Linked DNA regions of Arachis hypogaea: region 1 is linked to region 2. A link is a contact called in public Hi-C data. All regions are on one chromosome and are shown on one strand. Each heading gives the region's core, a stretch centred on a gene start, on an enhancer-like site or on the middle of the called end of the contact. The rest is flanking DNA. Distances are from core to core; before and after follow the strand shown. Region 1 holds the start of LOC112803377 (protein FAR1-RELATED SEQUENCE 5-like). Region 2 holds the start of LOC112801068 (pre-mRNA-splicing factor SPF27 homolog).

Region 1 (7,870 bases), core at 5,055-7,554, 490 kb before region 2:
ACCAATCTTTAATTATCAATTCTCTTATGAGTACTGCTAATTAACCATATAGTTGTGTATTGCTAATATTTTGCTGTCAAACATTCGTAGTCAATGCAGTGTAAATTTATGCCAACTCCAACTGTGCGTCTTTTGGAAGATCAGATAAAGGCCCGTGCATATGCATTTTCAGCCTCGCTAGATCCATCGTAAGTTAATATGATATTATATTTGTTGTTGATGAATGAGGACCAATCTAATTTGTTTTTGGTTTTTAACTGTTATAGGAAAGAACTTGTGGTAACAGATACAATCAGAGCAACTAGATTAGACTTTGAACATTTCATACCTGACAGACCCATTACTGATAAGGTACACAAATAATCTATTCATTAAACAACATCTGATTGTATCTCACAAACGAGTACTATATTTGGATTATGGTTCAGATTCTTGAATTAGCATCATTGAGATGCACTGATGACCAATCTGATGTAAGTTTCAAGACAACGTGGCAACTTCCACCGAGATTTGTGGTATGCAATATAACCTTTAACAAGATAATTTTACTTATTATAAGTTATAAATGTAATGCCGAACCGCAAAAAATAGTTCAGGTTTATCTGATTTTGAATGAGAAAAGAAGGGGGAGGGAGTTAGGGGAAGGGGGGTTGACGCGTTACGCGTTCGGTGTTGTTTTTAATCAGACCGGCATCCTTTTGTTGAACTGGTCGGATAGCACGGTCCGGTCAAACCGACCAGTTCAACAATTTTCAACAATTTTTAATCTGACGGTTTTAAATACTGGACCAGACCGTTTACATTGCTGGTTTGAGTGATTTTTTACCCTTTTCCCCAAACCAATATTCAGTTGACAATTATTTCATCTAAAAAGCATATGCAAGACTATTGGAAGAATATATATATAATTTCATTAATATAGTGCAAAAAAATAAATAAACACAAATATGGAACTGATTCATTCCGCAAAAATATTAAGTATATGGAGGTGGCTAATTATCACTATCTAACTCAGCCGTCAGTTCTGGATATGCGTCGCCATCATCCGAACAATTAGCTTCATCTTCAATAACATTGTTGTCAATGTCCTTTTGCCAGGGACATGTTGTCTTCTTATGTCCTTCCATTTGACAAACACTACAACATTGCCGCTTCTTCCTAGATGGTTGTCCTAAGCCTACTCCGCTTTGATGCACATACGGATTGCTACTTTTAGCTACACCTAACTAAAGTTGATTAGTGCCTTCATCTGCAGCCTTGTAAGATGAGTACAATCCCATAATTAGGTCACGTGTCTCTTCATATCTCTCTGGTACTTTAGCAGCAACAACAGCCAATTATTTAGAAAATTCCACCAAGGCACTTTGACGACTAATAACAACAGCATCCCTGGTGAACCCACTTGGATCATTGAGTGCTGATTTAACCTTTTTTGTCCATCTATCCAATACCAATGACCAGAGAATCTCACAGATGTCTCTGTCAACCAGAACTTTCACAATATGTTCGCAGGGAATTCCAAATGACTCCATTCTTAAACAGGTACGCATGAAGATCATTTCTTCTTGACGAAAATCAACGGTCCACATAAAATCGGGCCTCCCATGCTTACACACAGTGTACTTTATGCAATCATCGGTATTATCTATGTTTAGCACCCGCATTGATCCAGCTCTAGAGAGAAATGGCCGAAAGAAAAGAAATATCTCATGCGTGTATAACTCAGCAGCATATCTCTCTAGCAGCTCTATACAAGTTTGCATGACGGGCACCCCATGTGTAGATTCATAATCAGCATTAAATTCTTTAAAGTACAAGTGTGCAACACACCTTTGAAAATGCTCTACAAAACTTGTTAAATCATACCGCAACCCCACATACCTTCCCACAACTGAGTGTAAACCTTCACATCTTGATGTAGTTCTAAAGCCAGCAAAGAATTTTCCTCTTAGATATGCAGTAGCCCACATATGCTTCTCTTCGTACATGTTGATCACCCACGGCTTATCCTCAATGCCAAATTCTTCAATAAGCTGAACCCACTTACGCTTAAACACGGGAATCTCGTAGTCTCCCAACATGATTTTTCTGAACTTAGATGTAAACGATGGATTTCCAACATTGCTAGTTGCATTTCAAATAAGGTGCCAAGCGCATAATCTATGTCTGACTTCGGGAAATACATCTCTCACTGCATTCCTAATCGCCATGGCCCCATCAGTTATGATTGAGGTTGGGGTCTTGCCCCTCATTGCAAACATGAGCTGACGCAGGAGCCAAATATATGTATCAGTAGTTTCATCCGCAATTAACGCAGCAGCAAAAATAATTGTTTGGTTGTGGTGGTTAACCCCACTAAATATGACTAATGGACAACTATACTTGTTCTTCTTGTACGTAGCATCAAAAGCAATAACATCCCCGAAGAGTCGGTAGTCTAGTTGGCTAATCCCATCAGACCAGAACAAATTACGTAACAAACCTCTTGAATCATGACATGCCTTGAAATATAATTGTGGATCCTTCAACCGCATATCCTCCAACTTCTTTAACACTCGTGCTGCATCACCAGGAATTTGACGCCTTTGTCGAGCAATCTCATTGTACATATCTCTGGGACCATAGCCAACAAATTCGTACCCGCCTGCTTGACTAGCTAGAAGACCAAATATCTGTGAGGTGCTAATCCCTGACTTTAGCATGTTCATCATTTGCATAATATCTGCCTCTGACATTTTTCTGTAGGCAGACAACATAGCACTGAATTGTGTATCCAATAGATCATGGTTGTGTTCGTCAGAGAAATAAAAGATATGCCACCTTCCACTTTCTGGTACAAATTTAACATCCATTCGGGCTTCACATCCAGTTCTTGTTTCCAATCTAGGCTCCTTCTTCCTTTTTTCCATCGTGTAATATTTCTCCATCCTGAATCCTTGCCTATGACATACAAACTTTTGTTTGTAAATCTCGCCAGTACTATTCTTGAAGGTCTTACTCTTCCTTGCACTAAAGCCCTTCGACTTTGAGTACTTCATAAAAAAATCAAATGAAAGCTGCAAAGTATAAAAGTGGTATTTGCCAATTTCCTCCGCAAAATTCTCACTAAATTTCAAAGTTGTAATGTCTTGCACGGAGTCAACCGCATAAGCGGCTTCAAGAATATCTTCTGACTGATTAGATTCAGAAGAAAATGCTCCCTCAGTAAATTCATCTCTGAAATCTTGTTCGAATTCATTCTGTTCATCCATCATATCTTGGTTACTTACTAGCTCTTCTTGTTGGTTAAAGTCATGTCCTCCTGGTATTACTCATTCATCTCAGTATCCGTAAATATACCTGATATCTTAAAAATGTCCAATGAAAAAAATTATTTAATACACACAAAGTCATATATTTTTATTTGTGGTAAAAGTTAAAAATTAAAAGTAAATAATATTTAAACTTTTTTGTTTAACAAAATTAAAATAAAGCACACAAATAAGAATAAATTTGTATAGGAGTACATTCATTATGTTATAATTTTAATAAGTAATGTAAGTTTTAAAAAATTGAATAAATTTATATTTATTTTGATTACATTCAAAAGTGAATTATATGTATTCTTATAATCAAGAAATATACTTAAATTTTTTTATAATAAGTAAGTTTTTCAATAATTTAATTTATTAAAAAATCTCATCTTTTTATTTATCCTACAAAATAAAAATTCATATTAATAGTTTTGAATGAGACAATTAAAATAAAATATAAAAATAAAGCTTGAATAAAAAAAATACAAAGTTTTCAATCTAAAAATATAAAATAGTTAAAAAATAAAAAATTATTTAAATATGATTTTTCAAGACGCTCTATAACTTAGATGAATAAATATTATTTTTAAAATGAATCATGATATATTGATACAAAACTTATTGTGTGTAAATTTTTTTAAAAATTAATAAATCTCTCTCGTTAATAACAATATTGGAACTTAAATTTGAACGCTAATTGATATTCTATATTGTGTAGGTACTTAGAATATATTAAAAAAGTACGTTAATAATTTGAAGAGAAAAATTATTAGTGTAAATTTATTTTTTAAAAAAATTAATCCTTATTGAACTATTCTACTTTTATTCTTTCAAAACATATCTTAATAAAAATATTTGTAATAATAATTTACATCCAATAAGAATATCTTAACGAGCAGTTACATCATTCTGTCATGGGTTAATGCAAAATTTACAGAACGTGAGTACGTGATTGAGTTTGTTGTTTTAGATTATAAACATAGGGGTAAAATAGGAAAAAAATAATCGAAACGAATAATTGCAAAATTAGAAATTCTATTCACTAACCTCGATTTTGTAATCAAAACGATGGTTTATTTTTTGAACACTACAATAAAAAACTTGATTGGACCTTTGCTGATTACTGCAATGGTGATTAACGATGAAGAAACAGTGGATATTAAATAGACGGATAAAAAATAAAAAAAATTGAATATTGAGTAGATGGATGTTCCAAAGAAAAACAATTAAATTTTTTATAATAAAAGAAAATGATACACAATTTCAATGGTGGATTGAATAATTAATGATGGATTATTCACCAATTTATAATGTTAATATTAAGGAAAAGATAAGATTAGTTTATCTACATCAAAATAAAACAGCAAAAATTGAATATAGAATTTTAAAGATAAGATAGATGAATAATAAGATAATTTTTAAAAAGATAACAAGATTGAAATAGGCGTAGGACACATTTCAATCGATTGGGTAGCATTACCAATCGATTGAAGTTGGCAAAAAATTCAACTTCATCACCTTCCAATCGATTGGATTACATTACCAATCGATTGAATTTGGCTAAAACTTCAATGTCATCACTTTCCAATCGATTGTATTTGGCAAATCCATGTTGTTTTCGTAAATTCAATCGATTGAGTAAAAAAACAATCGATTGTTTTTGGGCATTCATTCGATTGGAAAGTATAAACAATCGATTGGTTTAAGCGAAAAGCATTCTACCTTACACCTTTCAATCGATTGTTTTGTGGTACATTGTAATTCAATCGATTGAGTTACAATTCAATCGATTGTTTTGATAAACCAATCGATTGAACTTCAAGGAAACACGATTCGGAAGCCATGGACGAACGTCACGAGATCAAATTTAATATTTTAATCAATTGGAATGGCCAAATGCTTTATTAGGATCAACGGAGGATATAATTGGTTGTTGTTTTTGTATTTGATTGTTAATAAATATATTTGATAATTGATAAAATAATAATTTATAAAATAAAAAACAGTTTTTATAATTAAATAAAATATATGGGGTTAATTTGTAATTAAAATTAGTTTAAGGACTATGTAGCAATTGTTAAAAAACTCTAAAAACATGTTTTCTAATGGGACCATTAAGTAGTCCAAACATTCTGGGACCACCGAATCTTGACCCTTGTTATACCCAAACATATAATTGATAGATAAAAAGACCTTTTTACATGAGATATCCAAACATAAAATTACTTTTACTTTTCTATAAGATCTTTTAAAAAAAGATAATTCGAAAAAAGATATTTTCTTAAAAACTCATCCAAACAAACTCTAAATTTCTTAGCCACAATTTTTTTCCTAGCCAATGTTAACAGGTTATTTAATATCAGTTTTTTTATGATAAAATAAAAACATGTACACAAAACATTTGGTTTTTTCACGCTTTATCAGTAGTTAGGTCTGATTTTTTTTTTCACATAATTTTTTGCTAATATTAGTGGATTATTTAATAACGTATAAATCTATGGTTAAAATAAATATTTTTTTCTTAAATAATCTCTAGGCCATAATTACTAATTGAATAGGTTTTTTTTTTTCAAATTGTTGCTTCTGTTCATTTCTTTATATATATACACTAACATTTTAAAAGTAGAAATAGCAGTAGTATCCGATCCTGCGGTTACCCGACCTGCTTTTACTGTTAGGGCAAGTTTAAACCCGACCTGGAACGAGGGGCGAAATCAGATCGGAGCGGGACGGGATTGGTGTCTGGATAAACCCATCCCTACCCGCCCTCGAGTACCTATATATATATACATTTTTTAAGATTTTAAGGTTCCTCAATCCTCACCGCCAATGCCTTCATAGTCTCATTAACTCATACCTTCGGCCCCCAACCCTAGCAGAAAAGAGAGAACGAAAGTCACTTCTTCTTCTCCGCAGTGAAGCTCAAATCTGGTCACCTTCATTGCGCCGTAGAGCCTTCCGCCGAGCTTGTCACCGTTGCTGCACTGCCGTCCTACTGAATCCCTCGCCATGTTGTCGCGTTGCCAAACCTACTTGTCGTCGCTGTGCTGCCGATTCCGTGGCCCCTTCATCGCTGTGCTGCGGTGTCCTCTTTGTCGCTGTCTTCCTTTTCTGGTAACTGGTAAGTTCCCTGTCTCTGTCTCACATTATGAATGTGTAAAAAAATCTGCACTAAATGTTTGAATCTAAATGTCCCCCTTTCTCTGACATTATGCTCTCTATTTTTTGTTGGAAGTTCTTGATCGGTTTATTCTTCAATTCACATGTATATCGATCTTTAGTTATTTTTTATTTATTTTTAAATTCAAGTTTGATTATTTGTTTTTGCTTGATCAGGTAGCTTCAATTATATGGTTTCCATTTTTTTTTATCATGATCATGATAGTTGTTGTTAGAGTTTGACTGGAGATTGTTCATTTATCATATTTTTTTACATTAAATTTCGTTTTGTATTTTTTTTATTATTTTCTCTTGTTGTGATTGAAATTTTGTGTTTGGTCAGGTAATTTCTTTGATTCATGTCATGAAAATTCGACTTGATTGTCGAAGATCTAACATAACCCTCCTCCTTTATCCAAGCTTTGGACCGGCTATGTACACAAGTGTAATATAGGATCCAAGTAGGTTGGTTAAAATGACGGAGTGCATCTGGTTGTAGTAGCACCTATGGTAAAAAAATGGTAAAATCGCGTCTCACGTGGATTGGACATGTGAGAAGAAAACCGACAGAACACCCAGTTAATAGGATGGATGAGATAGAAGATGGATAACGGATGAAAAATAAAAGACCATCTATCAGGTGGTCAAACGATATCTACATATTGGTGGGACAAGTCTTTGTTATTATTGTTATTGGTAAGGTTATTTCTGTTTTGTTTTAGATCTTTTTGAGAGAAGATAAGAAAATAAAAGGTGGTTTTGATTTATCTAAAACTAATGTTGCTGTCATTCTGTTTTTTTTTCTTCCGATGAATGCATACATGTAGAAAAAATTGTGTTGTGTTGGGTTGATTTTTTATTGAAATCTAATTAACTGATTATTTATTTTAGTGGATCATATTTTTTCTTAAGTTTGTCACTACTAGAAAATGGCTTAATAAAGACAGATTTACAGACAGATTTGGTTTATATTACAGACGGATTTTTAGTTACCGACGGAATTACTGACGGATTTTGTCCCTTTGTAAAAGCCTCGTCGGAAATTAGTTACCGACGGATTTTTTTCTGTCGGAAAATTACCGACGGATTTTTACTAGTTACCGACGGATTTTCCCTCTGTAAATTTTCCCTCCATTTCCTGAAGAAGACGATCTTTCCGACGGATTTTCAGACGGATTTTCCGTCTGTAATTACAGAGAGATTTTTCGACAGATTTTCCGTCGGTAATTACAGACAAATTTTCCGACGAATTTTTCCTCGGTAATCATAGACGGATTTTTCGACAGATTTTCTGTCTGTAATTTTTTTTTAGATTACAGACAGAAAATCTGTCTGTAAATCTGTCAGTAAGATAAAATGAAATTTTTTTTAGATTTTTCATTGTAAAACAAACCTGTTTTATACAAAATAATATAAAT
Region 2 (7,291 bases), core at 4,390-6,889:
TGCAAGTATTATAGAGTTGTTGTACCGAAACAATATATAATTTCAGGGCGGTACTGTACTATGATGGGCACTTGGTGATACACGACTACAACAAATTTGATAAGGTATTCTAGGCTCTTCCCTGTGTGGAGGCTTTCAAGCATTGTAAGCCCTTCGTCTTCGTCGATGGCATGCATCTGTATGACAAATATGGTGGTGTGTTGCTAATTGCAGTGGCACAAGACAACAATATTAACATTCTTCCTGTAGCATTTGCAATTGTCGAGTCTAGGACTATGGAGTCCTGATCGTCTTCCTTACCAACTTGATACATGTGACACCCCAAGAAAGGCTTTTGATTATATCTGATAGATTCCAGGAGATCAAAGCCGCACTTAGAGCCGATGATAGTGGTTGGAGGCCTCTTAAAGCGTTCTATGCGTATTGTGTCAGACACATGGCTACTAACTTCATGTCTCGTTTCAAATATTCCGAGGAAAAGCAATATCTCATGAATTCTGCTTATACTCCAAGCAAGGCTGAGTACGAGCAGTACATGGATGCTTTGAGAGGGCTATTGTGTGAGATGACAGACTGTGCTGGTAAATTCAACAAGAAAATATGGTCACAACATTGTGATAATGATCGCAGATTTTGGCACATAACAACGAACCTCTCTGAGTGCATTAAGTTTAGATGGGCTGAACTTGACTTTTTAATTGGTTGTGGATTTGGATACTACAAGTGTCGGTAAAGTACAAGTTTATTATTTGACTTTGTCTGCATAATAGAGTTCCCACTATAAATTCAGGTCTCATTGTGGTCTTACAATGTCTGATATCTAGATATCGACAAGCTCCTAATTCTCTTTTTCATTGTCTCAAGGATTGTACAAAAGTCATAAAAATTTGGACTCTTTTGAATATGTATTCTGCTTATCCTAACTTCAAGAACTGGTTGAAGCGGAAATCCTACCAGAGTGATACTTTCTTATTCTATTCAACTTTTAGGTAGATTTGGAGGGATAGAAATATTGATTTCTACGACCCTGACGATGGACAGGATGCTAGCAGAGTAGTTAATATGATTCGGAACTCGGCTAGGAATATGCATGCCATCTTCAATATGCATTTTCTTTATCTCCTCCTTCACTCTTTTTTTTTGTCTCCTTATATAAACTCGGTTAAAGTGAACTGTGATGCTAATCAGAGCTCCTTAGTCGGTTCAGTAAGTTTTGGTTGCTTTATTTACAATTCTAATGAATGTTGGATAAAAGGTTGTTCTGAAAAGTTAGAGAATACTAATATTTTTTTGGATAAATTTTATGCTATTTGTACTTGAGAATATGATTTTTGGAATGTTATTTGTGAGAAGAATAGATTGAATTTTTTCTTATGATACATAAGAAGAAATTTGAAAATATTATTTTAAAAGGGATCTAATGAAAAAGATTTAAGAGACTCTAAGTTAAAGTTAAAGACCTGCTTTACCTTGATTCAAAGGATAACTAATCATACATCTAATCTTGTGACTAAAAGTACTGCTTCAAATTCAGGAGATAATGTGAAATGACACCAACTTTAAAATGAGTTTTATCATTTTATTTGTATAGATAGGAACCAAGTCAATTAATTTGGCTTTTTTTTTGTAGTCACACAAATTTTTTTTTTCCGTTTATAGACACACAAAAGATCAAGTTAAAAATATAAGTAATTAATTTTTAATTAATTAATATTTGATATTTTTATTTTAAAATTTTTATCTTTTGGAGAATTTAGTATTAGAATGTACAATTTAAAATATAAGATTAAAAATTTATGATTTAAAATTTAAAAAAATAAAATAATTTATAAAAATTAGATGATATTAGCCAAAAAAAACATTGACTTTCAAGTATTAATCATTGAAAATATATCCTGCGTTACGAGTTAAGATAATAATATACACTGGATTTAGGGGTGGAAACAGGTCAGGCCAGGCCAGGCTTTGCTCTTAACAGGTCTGGCCTGTCATACAGTTGATTAGCCTGAGCCTGAAGTTTGTTAAAAGGCCTGATAATTTTTTTTTTACAAAAAATAAAAATATTATTTTAAAAAAAAATATTTTTTAATAAAAATAGTTATATGTAATATGTGATATATTTAATATTTATAAAAAATTTTAAACTTTTATCATATTTAAAATATATAAAAATATTTATAATAAAATATAATAAATTTAAAATATCTCATAATTTTATTAATAATAAATAATTATTTATATATTTAATTATATTTTAACAGGCCCAGGCATGCTTGACAGGCCTATAAGGCTAATTAGTAAGCTCGGGCCTGGCCTATTAATGTATTAAGGCTTTTAAAAGAGCCTGAGCCTGTACCTATTTTATAACACGTCAGGCCAGACCAGGCTAAACACAGGCTAGGCTGCGGCCGTCTGACCTTTTTCCACCCCTAACTGGATTAGCGTAAAGTCAATCTCGTTACATCTACACTCGTTATAATAAATATGTTTGATATCAATATTTTCTAACAACCAAATATGCATCTTTTTTGTTTTGTTAGTTAAAAATAATTTAAAATATAATTAATTAGTAGCAACTTTATTTCTATAGGAATGTCAAGAGTGTTTGTATCAAAAAGTAAAGTATCATTTATTCTTTTTGTCTTTAATATTTGGAGTAAATTTCAAACGTTTTAAAATTGTCTTAATATTATCCTGTCATTAGAGATCTATTAATAGAATTAACGATGGGACAAAATTAAAATAATTTTAAAATGTTAGGGATTTAAATAAGACAAAAATGATACATTATTTTTAAAAAAAATTACCAAATCAAGTATAATGAAAATAACTTTTAACGGAATAAATTGCATTATAAATTTAAGATTTTTACTCATTATAGAATACTTCTAAAATAACTAATAGATAAACTTCCAAAAAAAATATGAACACACACATCGAACTTCTTTAATATTTAATTTAAATAAACTTTATTTTTAACTTAAAAATAATTTTAATTTTATTTTTCAATAATATTAATTTTTTTACGATACATAATTATTCAATTATTTTTTAAGTATATATAAATAAAATACTCTTAATCACATTATTTTGTTCCAAGTAATTTGATTTTTTTTCATCTTGCTCTTAAAAATTTTTATTCATAAAATGTTTATCGAATGACTTATATATAAACATGCAAAAAAAATATGGCACATATACAATAAAATATAAATTATACCTTTTGTTTCTAATGTACTAAAACTTTTTAATATTTAATTTAGTTAAATTTTATTTTTAATTTTAAAATAAATTTTAATTTTATCCTTCAATAATATCATTCGGATTAAATTTATTTTTATTAAAAAAATAAAAAATAAATTAAATAAATATTTGCCTTAAAAAATTGAAATTATTGAAAAAAATTAAAATTTATTTAAAAGTGAAAAATAAAATTGAATTAAATTAAACATTAAAAAAATTTAGTATATTAAAACAAAACAATATTTATACTTTATTGCATATATAAATACTCTTTTTTTAAATTTCTCAAAAGTTTATATACTAGATATTTTACAAATACTAGTAAAAATCTTGAAGTCCTAAGCTAAAAGACACTATCATTTTACTTGATTTGATAATTCTTCTAATAATAATATCTCATAAGCATTAACAACCAAATAGAAATCTGTTTTCTTGTTTGTCCACTACTTTAGAAAAAATGTCAACTTCTTGGTACTCATTGACTCATGGTCCTTTTTCGACATTGATCCTAAAACAAAATACTGAGAAATCACACTAGATGGTTGATCAAAAACAAAAGAAAGATCAAGGTGCTAATGTCATACTTCTGAATTGAGCAAGGGTCCCATTTTCCGTGATGGCGTCCAAGTTCCAACCTCTGAAATGAAAAAACTAATTAACAGCAGCCGTATAGATGAAATTTGATAGAGGAAACAAAAATTAATAGCAAGTTTACCTTTCCGCTGCTTCTGTCTCCAGTTCTATTATGCGAGCTTCAAGTGAAGCACACGCAGTTTGTATTGCTATATTTTTCTGACACAGATCCTTCCACTGCATTGACAAAGCATCGAGCTCGTATGCCGTATTTTGCTGACAAGTGAAACAAAGCATTCTCAAGTAAAAGTATATCAGAGATTTAACAAACAACCAAAGGATGGAGCAGAAAGTCATTTCACCTGATGATATTTTCTTTCACGATTTACTTTCTCAATCTTTTCATTTAGTTCCTGAGCTAATTTCTGTATTCTGCAAATATAAACCAACACAACTGTGATCAATTGACCACTCGAAGTTGCCATGTTCACACTAAACTTGATAAACAAAGATGAGACCAGTATTATATTTGACACATCATATTGCACTTTTCCTTTATTCCTAACAGCCAAAGGAAAGGACAGGACATATTCATTATTTTTGTAACTTGCTTCTTTGAGACTCTTGTTTATTTAGTTATGGTTAATCTATTATGTTTGTCCTTATAATTTTACCAAATTTATATTTAGATTCTTATAATTTAAAATTTTTCAATTGAGTACTTGTACTTCTTTAAATTTTGTAATTAGATCTTTGTCATGTAACAGACGTTTTCTCATAGCAAAAACATGAAAACATACTTACAATATTCAAAATAGTGTAGGGATCCAATGAAAAGCTTTTAAATAATAGAAACATAATTACACATTTGGTGAAATTATAAGACTACGGAATCATTTAACCTTTATTTATTTGCATTCATACATATAAAATGGAGTGAATGAAGCAATAATAAATATCCAAACCTTGTCAAATATACTTCCAATCGATTGTTGTGTTGTTTCCAAGCATCAGGTCCATACTTTAACAACAAATCAAGATTTTCCATCCTGAAGAAAAGGCAATAAGAGGAAGGTTAAATCATAAATGCACAATGTTAATAGTAATATTCAGTTGATAGAGAGAGATTTGAGAGAGAGAGATACCTGGTAATCTGATATTGCAGAAGGCGCTGAGATCTCTGAAGTGCTTGCTTCCAAGCAGTTTCATCGTTCCTCTTACTGACAGCTGGCGTTTCCAATTCATAACGAGACCGATCAAGAGCAACGGGAGCCCTTCCAGCTCTTACACGCTCGTACTCTCTACCAATCATTGGGTACTCCTGCAATAATTCACGCAACACTAACTCTTTAGTTACTGCAACAATTAGAACGAAAAGAAGAAGAAAAAAAAGAAAAAGAAAAACCCTAATTTGTGACCTGAAAATTGAAGGTGGGAAGAGGGGGCAAGTCGTTGAGGAAGTCGGCGGGCTTCTTGGTACTGCGGCGCATTTCCTCCTCCACTAAACGGTCAACCTCCGCCTTCACTCTGGGGTTGGCATAGTCCGAGTCGATGTAAGGTAAAGCATCGATGGAAGAACATGTTTGGCGCCCATAAGAAGGTGGAGCTTCCAGCATCGGTATGTCGCCATTGCCTCCATCAGCCATGGTGAAATAGAAAGATCCAAGTGCCCCCAATCACCTTACTACTTAATTAGCACAAACGCAACGATGCCTTCAGACCTTTACTCGTGGGTGTGGTTCAATTTCATAAGGCTCTGGAACACTCCACCGATGCAATTATATTTTGAATTTTTGACCCAAAAAAGTGATATATTATTGTTCGAGATTTTGAGTAATAAAAAATTTATTTTATAATTTTAAAAACTTTTAAAATTAATATCTTTATTAAATAAATGACAAAAATTAATTTATCCATTTTACTAAAATTTTATGTAAGAATTAATAAGTCTAATAAAATTAAAAAATAAAAAATAATTTAATAATTAAAATTTGTTAAAAGTTAAATTATATAACTAAAAATTATTTGAAGACTAAATATTAATTTGGATTGGGTTTTTTAGTAAAAAAAGGTATTTTTTAAATAAAATATTTTTATTTAATTTAAAATTCACTTAGATACATCTTTTAAAAAAAGTGTTTTTATTAAAAAATTAAATTATTTATTTTTTCTAAAAGCTAACAATACTTTATTTTAAAAAAAATAAAAATATTTTTAATACTTAAAAACTCTTTTTAAAAAAATTATTTAAATATAAAATAATTTTTATCTATTAAAAATAGATTTTTTAAAAAAATAAAATAATAAATATTTTTTTCAAAAACCAATCCAAACTAACCCTAATTTAATATATTACTCTTATGGTTATGTGTTAAAAATATTTGTATTATTTTTTTATCTATCTTTTTGGTATATTTTTATAGTATTTTTTATCCATTGCTTTTAATACTAAAAATAAAGTTATAATAAAAAACACAAAAATAATACACATAAGAATTCACGTATTTTTATTTTTATAAATTAAATAAACGTAATAATCATCGAAATAAATAATTTAAAAATATTTATTGAAATAAATATATCTCTCTTCTCTCATTTACAGATTTTGCATATATCTCATTTACACGATATATATATATTTTTTAAAAAATTAAAAATAATAAAAAATACTAATATTATGAATAATTCAAACTTTTAGCATGCAATTAATACATAAAAAAAGTTAGTAGAAGAGATTAAACGAATTGCATGTATTAATAAACGAATTTGTAATATATGGTGATTCGAATCACCATATAACTTAGGAGTACTATAAAAATTTGTAATATATGGTTGACTTAGGACATTAAAGAAATACTTTACATAGTCAATAATAATTTAGATCTTAAAGAAAAAATATTTTTATCATGTATTTACCTAAATCACTAGAATATTACAAACTTTTATAGTACTCATAACATCTTTTAAGCTATTTTTTTAAAATTATTTTGTATTAGAATAACATATATTTTTTAATTATTTTATATGGAATAAAATATTTTCTTTCATTTCTAAATTATTATTGACAATGTAAAGTATTTTATTTAAAATTTGAGTACATGCATGTATTTACCTAAGTTATTAGAACATTACAAATTTTTATAGTACTTCTAACATTTTTAAGCCTTTTTTTAAATTGTTTTGCATAGGATAAAATATTTTTTGTAGTATAATTTAAATAAATTTATTAAAAAATATTCATGAGTTATTAAAAATGGACAAAAGAGTATTGTATGGAATTCGAATTGATAGATTACAAATATTTTAAAGAAGTCTCATAATTAAATATTTTGTTAGCTTTTTTTAATGTATGAAATAAAATATATATTTTTTAATTTTTAAATTATTAATTTTTTAATAAATTTTTTAAATAAATTATTAATTTTTTAACAGCATAGGAATTACTGTGTAATTCAAACCCAGCTGGTTCGAATGA

Evidence for each region. Hi-C and Micro-C count contacts between places; a contact is called where the count stands out from the background.
Region 1: a contact with region 2 is called in a Hi-C map of leaf, with 2.3 times the contacts expected there. The contact joins the promoter of LOC112803377 here to the promoter of LOC112801068 in region 2.

The regions. Positions count from the first base shown.
Region 1 is chr5:30,535,596-30,543,465 of arahy.Tifrunner.gnm2.J5K5, reverse strand. It overlaps LOC112803377 (protein FAR1-RELATED SEQUENCE 5-like), which reads right to left and starts at 6,304. Exons shown (of 2, transcript XM_025846878.1): 1 at 6,151-6,304; 2 at 2,136-3,301. The coding sequence starts at 6,304. The coding sequence ends at 2,136.
Region 2 is chr5:30,047,477-30,054,767 of arahy.Tifrunner.gnm2.J5K5, reverse strand. LOC112801068 (pre-mRNA-splicing factor SPF27 homolog) reads right to left here and starts at 5,639. Exons shown (of 6, transcript XM_025843598.2): 1 at 5,235-5,639; 2 at 4,962-5,137; 3 at 4,782-4,865; 4 at 4,179-4,248; 5 at 3,959-4,092; 6 at 3,603-3,880. The coding sequence starts at 5,462. The coding sequence ends at 3,808.